Regions from separate parts of the Rattus norvegicus genome. Here region 2 is linked to region 1. Evidence: chromatin contacts called from public HiChIP or PLAC-seq data. All regions are on one chromosome and are shown on one strand. Each heading gives the region's core, a stretch centred on a gene start, on an enhancer-like site or on the middle of the called end of the contact. The rest is flanking DNA. Distances are from core to core; before and after follow the strand shown.

Evidence for each region. HiChIP or PLAC-seq counts read pairs in DNA pulled down with a chosen protein or histone mark.
Region 2: a contact with region 1 is called in an H3K27ac HiChIP or PLAC-seq map of oligodendrocytes, with 11 times the contacts expected there. The contact joins two enhancer-like sites. A contact is called at or near these places in 2 of 12 Hi-C or Micro-C datasets (frontal cortex and mammary epithelial cells) and 1 of 1 datasets of contacts at active chromatin or transcription factors (oligodendrocytes).

The regions. Positions count from the first base shown.
Region 1 is chr8:41,189,652-41,193,720 of GRCr8, forward strand. The region is part of intron 1 of Kirrel3 (kirre like nephrin family adhesion molecule 3); the gene reads left to right. LOC120094326 (a long non-coding RNA gene) reads left to right here. Exons shown (of 2, transcript XR_005488640.2): 2 at 1-4,069. Among named protein-coding and RNA genes, the nearest start is that of Kirrel3, 68 kb to the left of the region's middle. Within about 2 kb of position 1,425, at least 52 of the 93 cell types and tissues checked have an H3K27ac peak or open chromatin away from gene starts, as enhancers often do.
Region 2 is chr8:41,381,379-41,385,701 of GRCr8, forward strand. The region is part of intron 1 of Kirrel3 (kirre like nephrin family adhesion molecule 3); the gene reads left to right. Among named protein-coding and RNA genes, the nearest start is that of Kirrel3, 260 kb to the left of the region's middle. Within about 2 kb of position 1,708, at least 8 of the 93 cell types and tissues checked have an H3K27ac peak or open chromatin away from gene starts, as enhancers often do.

The DNA.
Region 1 (4,069 bases), core at 175-2,674:
AAGGGAGAAGGAAGAAGAGAGTAAGGGAGAGGTTAAAAGAGGGAGGAAAGGAATAAAAGAAAGGTCAGTAATAGATTCCAGTTCATTCATTCATTCACACATTCATACATCCTGATAGGTAGGCATAATGATAGGGTTTTTTTTATAGAAAGACACTGTAGTAGTCAGGCTCTATGCCAGGTGTCATAGATACAACAGTGCCCAGAAGCAACCCTCTCCTTCCATGAGCTTGCTGACAACCTGAGAGGCGGGTATTCACGTGACTGAGGTACATAGGCTGTATGATGGGCCAAGCTCTGAGGGTTGTTGGAGCTTTTCCATATGTGGAAGCAGAGATTGGCACGGGGAATAAACCATGACAAGCTTGGAGTAAAACATTCATGACATAGTAATGTCAGGATATCGAGGGAAAAAAGCAGAAGGTGCTGGTTACAGCAAAGCCAAGACGACGTATCTGCAGATCTCGAGTAGCCTGAGAGTCTAAGGCAAGATTCTGAAGCAATTCTAAGAGAAAGGAGGGGCCCTTGAGCAGGAGTAGCGTGTGACTTCTGGTTGGCATAGTGTGCAGTGTTCTAGTAGCACAGGGAAGCGCACAGGGAGAGGATAGGATGTGCCTTTGCAGAGAAAGACAACAGACAAGATGGACACAATGGCTAAGGGGTAGAGAGAACCCAGTGGCCAGCTTTGATCCACAGCCAACCTCCTAGTTAAGTAAGGTCTGAGGTCGTGGTAGGGAAGGGCGAAGGACTGAAGTCCAGAAAAACAGATTAGCCACAGAGGCAAATGTTAAGTTGGAGAACATTTGCAGGCAGGGAAGGGCTTTTGGCCCAGAATTAGAAAAGGTGAAGAGGGCTTGCAGCAGACACTACTGCAAGGCCAGGGTAATGGGCATTGGACATTGTCTCAGGGACCACACCCAGAGCTGCGCCATTCCAACACACCAAGCACACAGGACTTCCTTGGCAAGGGAAAAGATGTACATCTCAAATAATAGTGGAGGAGAGGGCTTTGTGAGCACAAAGAGGCTCATTCATGAACTCACCAAGTTGTGCCTGTTGCCACAGTAACGTGTCAAGGGTTTGGCAGATCTGGGAGGGAGCTTTTTTAAACACACACACACACACACACACACACACACACACACACACAACTAAAACAAAAACAAAACCCCCTGAGTTACAGTACTCAAAGCAAATTAGGTCACTGTTACGAGTTATTAATTTTAATGCATTAAGAAAAAGTGTGCAGGGGGAGTGAAGGACTTTTTTTTTTGAACGAGGCAAATGGGGAACAGAAAAAAGTACAACAATAATTATGCTGAAAGCAAAGTGAAGCGTTCCATAAAATGAAAGAAATGAACAAATTGCACACCCCTCCCTCCTCTTCCCTCAAGTGTAGTTAGGGGTTGCTGGGGTGGGGGTGGGGTGACTCCCTCACAGCCCTCTGATGCAATTACAAGGGCTGGCTTCTTTGTATGTGTCGCATGCAGTTACTTAAGCCAGCTGAAGTTCCAGGATAAAAAGAAAGCACCGAGGACCACGGTCTGGGGCTGAGCTATTTTCAGGGTGGAATCACTTTTAGGCAACCGTGCAGCCTGGTGAGGAGAAACTGAATGCTGCGGATGCACGCTCCAGGAAGGAGGGATGATTCATAGAGACTCCAGGCATTTGGGTCTTTGGGCCTGGCTCACTTGGAATGCCAACGGCTTCCGTAAATACTGTTTCTCTGGCTGCAGAACTGGGTCATGTACCACTCTGGCTTCCTTGGCTTTTGTTCAAAGCTTCCATGGGGCATGAAGAATCCTGCTACGGAAGTCCAGGCCTCCCCTCCCCAAACCCTCACACACCCTCACCCCCAATCCTCCACCCCCCACCCTACCCCCACCTCACCCCTCCTAGTACTGCCTTTGCTGGGCTCTTACTTTCCATCCCTTGGTCTAGTCCGGCCACACTTCCTGATCTGTCATGGAGGCGGGACCTAAGGGCACTGTGTCTGATTTCTGAGCTATCTTCCCAAAGCCCAGCCCACATCAGGGTATTCCCCAGCCTATGGACTGCCCACACCCCCCAACCCCATTGCCTACGAGACAAATTGTGAAGCATTTCAAGCCCAAGGAAACGAGATCCCTCCCGTAACTGTAACTTTTCTGTCCTCGTTTCTGGTCATCCTTCACAAGCCTGTGGTCCAGCCAAAGAAAGGCCACTGCATTCTGCAAGTCCAAACCTTTGTTTCTCATGGCCCCTCTACTGGTATCAGTCCCAGTTCTCTGCTGAGAAATCAACTGTCCATCCTCAAGGTCACTGACATTTTTATACAGAATGTGACACTTCCTTCCCTGGGCTCTGTTGAAAACACCTTGACCACAGCACACATCAGTGGCTCATGCCTCATTGCACTCCTGGGCTCCTGAAATCCTTGAGAAGCTCCGTCTTTGAACCTGTCTCCAGTATGGAGAAGCATGGAGCCACTCAACAAATAGTTGGCTTATTGCTTTCCTCGCCTAAATTCTCCACTTATCAATGGAAAAGCCCCCTCCCCGCCCCCACCCCGACTTCACCAAAACCTATTTTAAACTACAGATCCACATGCAGCATCTCGTGCTGTATGACTTGGGAACTGGAGTACTAGAAGTCCCGCCTGGACAGTCTTTTTGGAGGATGCTTTCTCCAAGGTCACACACCCCAAGAACAGCTACTCTGAGGTTTTGGGAACACATGAGTCTCCCAACTGGATAAAGTGCTTGGTTCATACTCGGATGTTTCTGGAAGCTCAGGAAATGGGTCAAGGGAAGGGGGTAGGGGTTTGAGTCTCCGGTTTGTTTTCTACCCTGTGGTTAGATGGCTTGAGTACATTTTCTTGTACTCCCAAAGAGCATGGGTTAAAGAAGATCTTGTTTTTATTTTTCATCTGTTAAAATGTATTGCTTTTATGATAACCAGGGACAGGATGCTGCAAGGCCAGCAGAATCTCTCAGAAGCCTGACACATTTCAAAGGTAGCCATGCAAGAGAGGAAGAAACGTGAAACGGTGTGCGGGTAAACGGGCAGTGCACACACACATGAGCATGTCCTTGGACCAGTGTTTACTGAGTCACCGTTTTTGTGCCAGGTTTGTACAGTGTGTGCGTGCTTCAGGGTATGTAGTGCTTTCATGCGCAATCTGCGTGTTACGAGAAGAAGCTTTCACCACACTTCCACTACCCTTCGTATTTTCCAGACACTACAGGGAAGGGCAGATGTTTTCTCTAGAAGCTAATTTACTCGTTGAGTGGAAGGCTCCATTTTAATTGATTCTATCTTTCAAGAGGCAAGGAACTTGTAATCTCAGCTCAGTTGTCAATACTTTGCAGGCCTTTCCCTCCAGTCTTTAGCATGCAGATAGGGCAAGCAGGGAGCTGCTGTCACAGGCTAAGGATGAAAAGGAAGAGCAACTCAGGATAATAATCCGCTTTTGATTTTTTTCCCCTTCCTTCCCTACACCCTCTCTCAAATCCACTAAAACGAGGGGAAATCCATAGCGATTAGAAAAACTTCTGACCAAGACATCTTTCTCCGTTTCCTTTCATTTCCTCTCAGCCCTCTTTAGTATTCAGAAGCTGTCCTAATAGCAGAGGCTTCCATGGGGCTTGGCTGTGCCTAGCATCCCAACCACAGAGTGGGATGCTTGCTGGAGACCTTGAAGGCCCTCTCAGGCTGATGCCTGGTGGAGTCTGTCACCCCATCTGGCAGTCTGACAGCAAGTTACAGGGGTCACCGTGGTGCAGTCCAGGAGCTTCTACCAAGATAGGAAAAGTATGGGAGTCCTCTGACTACCTCAGCTGATCGGAGGACTCTTTCTGTGGTCCATCTGAGTACTGCTGAACATCTCAGCAGGGCCTAGAATGGAAAGAAAGAAAGAAAAAAGACTGGCATGGTGCCAAAGAGACACAGTGATGGGAACTTGGGAATGTGTAAAAAATGCTCTGGTATTTCTGGGCCTCATCAGGCTTCACTGCGATGAAGGACTGTCTTAGTCACTGTTCTGTTGCTGTGAAGAGACACCATGACCATGGCAACTCTTATAAGGGAAA
Region 2 (4,323 bases), core at 458-2,957, 190 kb after region 1:
CAAAGAGAGGCCCCTTGGCTGGTCTCTCAGGCCCTCCTCCATGAGCACCATATCAGCTTTCTTATCTTTGCCTATTTGCTTTGATACATTCAGTATTGGAGTTAGGATTTCATTTGACAACCGTTGCCACAGAGAACGCTAAAGTGACAACTACCGACATAGACCAATGGCCTGAGTTTTCAAGGAGGAAATGGAGGGAGGTAAAGCAAGCTAATTAAAGCCCCACAGTGAGCTGACAGGCAGATCCTGACTCCTGTACCCAGGTTCTCTGCAGGTAGGTGACGGCCATGCCTTAGCACAAGCTAGACCAGGTACAGGGACCCACCAACCCTTTCCTCTTGACTAATTGATCCTTGACTAGGGGAAAGCAACACCATTCACAACAAACAGAGAGGTCTCCATTAGAATGACCTCAGGAAAGACACTGATTATGAATATACACACTCAGAAGGACACAAGAGGGGCTGGAGAGATGGCTCAGCGGTTAAGAGCACTGACTGCTCTTCCAGAGGTCCTGAGTTCAATTCTCAGCAACCACCTGGTGACTCACAACCATCTGTAATGGGATCTGATGTCCTCCTCTGGTATATGAAGACAGCACAGTGTACTCATACATAAAATAAATAAAATCTTAGAAAGAAAGAAAGAAAGAAAGAAAGAAAGAAAGAAAGAAAGAAAGAAAGAAAGAAAGAAAGAAAGGAAAGAAGGAAGGAAGACAGACAGGCAGACATAGGAGCAGGAGGCCACCCAGCTTCTGGAAGTGTATTTGTTTATGAACAGAGGTGCCACAGTTAAATGTAAGATGTAGGGGGGGGGGAAATCAAAGGAAGTGTGAGTGCACCGCATTTTCCAAATCATGGTGGCTTTCTTTGTGCCCTGCCTCATCCAGGTAGTCATCAGTGCACAAGACACCAAAAAGAGCCCTTTTGCTTTGCTTTGATCCCACCCAATAGCTCAGTCTGGCGCAGAGATCACATCTTTGATCTCTCACACGGATGTTAGGTCTCTGGAGCCCACAGAATCTCCTTGAGTTTAATTCTTCCTGGCATTCCTGGCACCACCCTGTCCTCTCCCATCTATCACAGGCTGTCCTGAGTCCTCTGGCCTGTTGCCTCAGTGGTTAAGATGGACTGAGGAAGCAATGCCTGTTTTCTCCCCTTTCCTGACTTGGTCTCAGGTAAGACTCATGGTGGGTAAGACTGGGAAGTGTGGAAAGCCCATTAACCCAGCATAAGGTAACAGAGCTTTGGTTCCTGGTACAAGACGTTTCTAGACTAAATCTCTCACCTCTCTGAGCTTCAATCACAAAGTAGGAATATACACACCTACCTTGGCACCTGGCATGCATGTCTGAAACCAAGGGAAGGCACTGTAAATATTATTAAGTGAAAGGTCCATTGACTACTTGCTCTATGACAATGAGAAATGCAAGAGGCTGTTGTGACTTGAAGTGTTGTAAGGACTGTTGGCACATCAGCAGGGCTCAGACTTGCTTTTCAATCTCAATACACAAATTGGGACACAAGAGAAAAAGAGAAGGCTTAGAAGGAAGGCAGCTAAAGTGGAGCCCTGGATTCAATCCCAGCATGGCCCATTCACACAACAGCTCGGGAGATTTCTCCTTCCTTCAGGAAGAGAAAGGTTTTACTCCAGCTGGGAAGACGAAGAGCCCGCCTATTTCAGCAGCAGCAGCAGCGGCAGCCCCTCCCAGAGGCTTCTGGGATCTTTGGAGAGGGCTGATAAAGAGTGACGTGGCTCAGAACCTCCAGGGTATCCATCTGCTAGCTCACTCACTCCGCATCTCGTCCATAAGAGGAATGAACTATGACAACCAGTCTGCTTTGTGCACGTGTGTAAATGTGTCTGAGTTTACATGTGTCCTGGACCAGGAGGGGAGGGCTCCAGTTTAGAGAATACTACAGGACTGACTTAAAGTAAATAGAAAAAGAACTAACCTCAAGGAGACAGGAAGGTATAAGATGTTTCAACAGAAACCAGTCTTCCTACGGCCCCAACAGATCTAGGGGGCTGTGGAAGCAGGCAGTGGTGAGCATTTCTATCTCCAAAAGAAAGCTTGGCTGTCTGCAGAACACCACAGCCAGGCAAGACAAGGCTGAAAAGAAGGCTCAGTGTTTTTCTTTTTACCATGTGAGCCCTGGATCTGCCACTCCTCCATTTACCAGCATGGAGCTGCTTAACAGCTATCTGGTAATCAAGCTAGTTTATGGCAATTATGATCTTGAATAGAAAAAATTCCCAGGAGCCTCAGCCAGGGAGAAAACAAAGATAGTTTTTTAACCTTCTCTTGAGGTATCTTGTTGATGGTTACGCTTCCTACCCAATTTCGAAATCCCAACAAGCAAGCGTGAAGATCTTTTCCCCTCCTTCCTTCTTCCCTTCTCTTTTGAGATCTCGTCATTTATGTAACTCAGCAAAAATTAATGAAGCATCTGTGATAGAATCATGGGCTAGGTACCAGGAATATAAATGAGTTAGACAACTGCTACCCTAGAAACTTCACAATGCAGAGGGGTAGAGAACATTCTGTTTGTTCTACTTAGGATCTACTAGGGGCTTTTAGTTTTAAAAGTATTGGGGCTGGAGAGATGGCTCAGTGGTTAAGAGCACTGACTGCTCTTCCAGAGGTCCTGAGTTCAAATCCCAGCAACCACATGGTGGTTCACAACCATTTGTAATGAGATCTGATGCCCTCCTCTGGTGTGTCTGAAGACAGCTACAGTGTACTTATACATAATAATAAATAAAATCTTTAAAAAAGAAAAGTATTAGGGAGGTGGGTCCAGGATGTTTTGTCCCCAGTTAGGAAGATATGAAGGAAAAACTGGCTTCTGGTGGTTTATGATGCTACAGGGCAGCTGTGTTGGAAGACAAGAGTAGCTCATTTTAACACATGGCTACTTTATGTACGGAGTAGGGTAGCAGAACATGTTCTCTGCTTCTCTGCTTAGCTAGTCCCAGCCCCATGCTGGTCCCTTTGCCTTCCAGTGTCTTCCAGCATGTCTCTACCAGGAAGACTGTGGAGGCTTCTGTGAAGAAATTCATCTATGCTCACAGAGACCTACTATGTGCCGGACTGCGGGCTTTAGCTAAGTGCTGGTGACAGAGATGACTAAATCGTTAGCCATGACCATGTGGCTCTCAATCATCTGCGGCACATACCAAAGATTACACTCCTCCATGATGTGAGCACCCAGGAGGCCATAAAAGGTACAGGGAGAAGGGTCAGTTCTGTCCTGGGAGACAAAGGACATCTTTATGACAGCAGGAACACCTGGAGCTTGCCATCTAGTGGGGAAAATGAGATTCTGTGTAGAAATACCTTAAAACATCATGGATACAGAAAATAGAAGGAGCTGTTTAGCTAGAGCAGTGGTTCTTAACCCTCCTATTATGACCCTTTAATACAGTTCCTTATGTTGTGGTGACCCCCCCCACCCATAAAATTATTCCATCGCTAAGTCATAATTGCAATTTTGCTACTGTTATAAATTGTATTGTAAGTATCTGACACGCAAGAGAATATCTGAGAGAAAACTCCAAGGGGGTCGTGACCCACAGGTTGAAAATCACTGAGCTAGACGACCAAGGAGAACAGGATTAAAGGGCGATATTTAACTTCCTCCTTGCTAGTGGGCAGAATTTTCAACATTCGTTCACTCCACAGATATTTATTTACTAAGTGACCCATATGCTATTCTCGTAATGAGAAACAGCCTTGTCATGACGGAGCTTACATTTTAGTGGGGGTGTTAAAAAAAATAAACAGAATCAATAAAACTAGAGCATGAATCTGTAAACTTTTCCTGGAGAGGGCTAGTTAATAAGTATTCTAGTCTTTACAGGACATATGTTTCTTGGATGCAACTTCTCAGTTTTGCCTTTGAAGTGCAATCCAACCCTTGAAACACATAATTAAACAAACATAACTGCACTCCAATAAAACTTTATTTGTGAAAACTACGAGTGGGCTGGATCTGGTCCACAGGTCACAGTTTGTCAACCTGATAGTCAGAAACTCTGAAGAGGAAATCAGAAAGGGGAAATAAATGCAAGAAATGTCAGGAGAAGGGCTTGAGACTTTAGTAAGGAGAAAGATGAGACTTCCTGTAGGAAGTAAGGGAGAGCCATCAGGACAGAGGGAAGAGTGAGTTCAAACCCTGGAGGCAGAAATGGTGAATCTGCTATGCTCGAGAGCAAACAAGGAGGTGACCACCAGGAAGAGGGTGTTTCCAGGCAGAGAGAATTGGCATGGATGACAAAAGTGACAGTGGGTACTTGACAACGGAACACACCCTCAGAGCA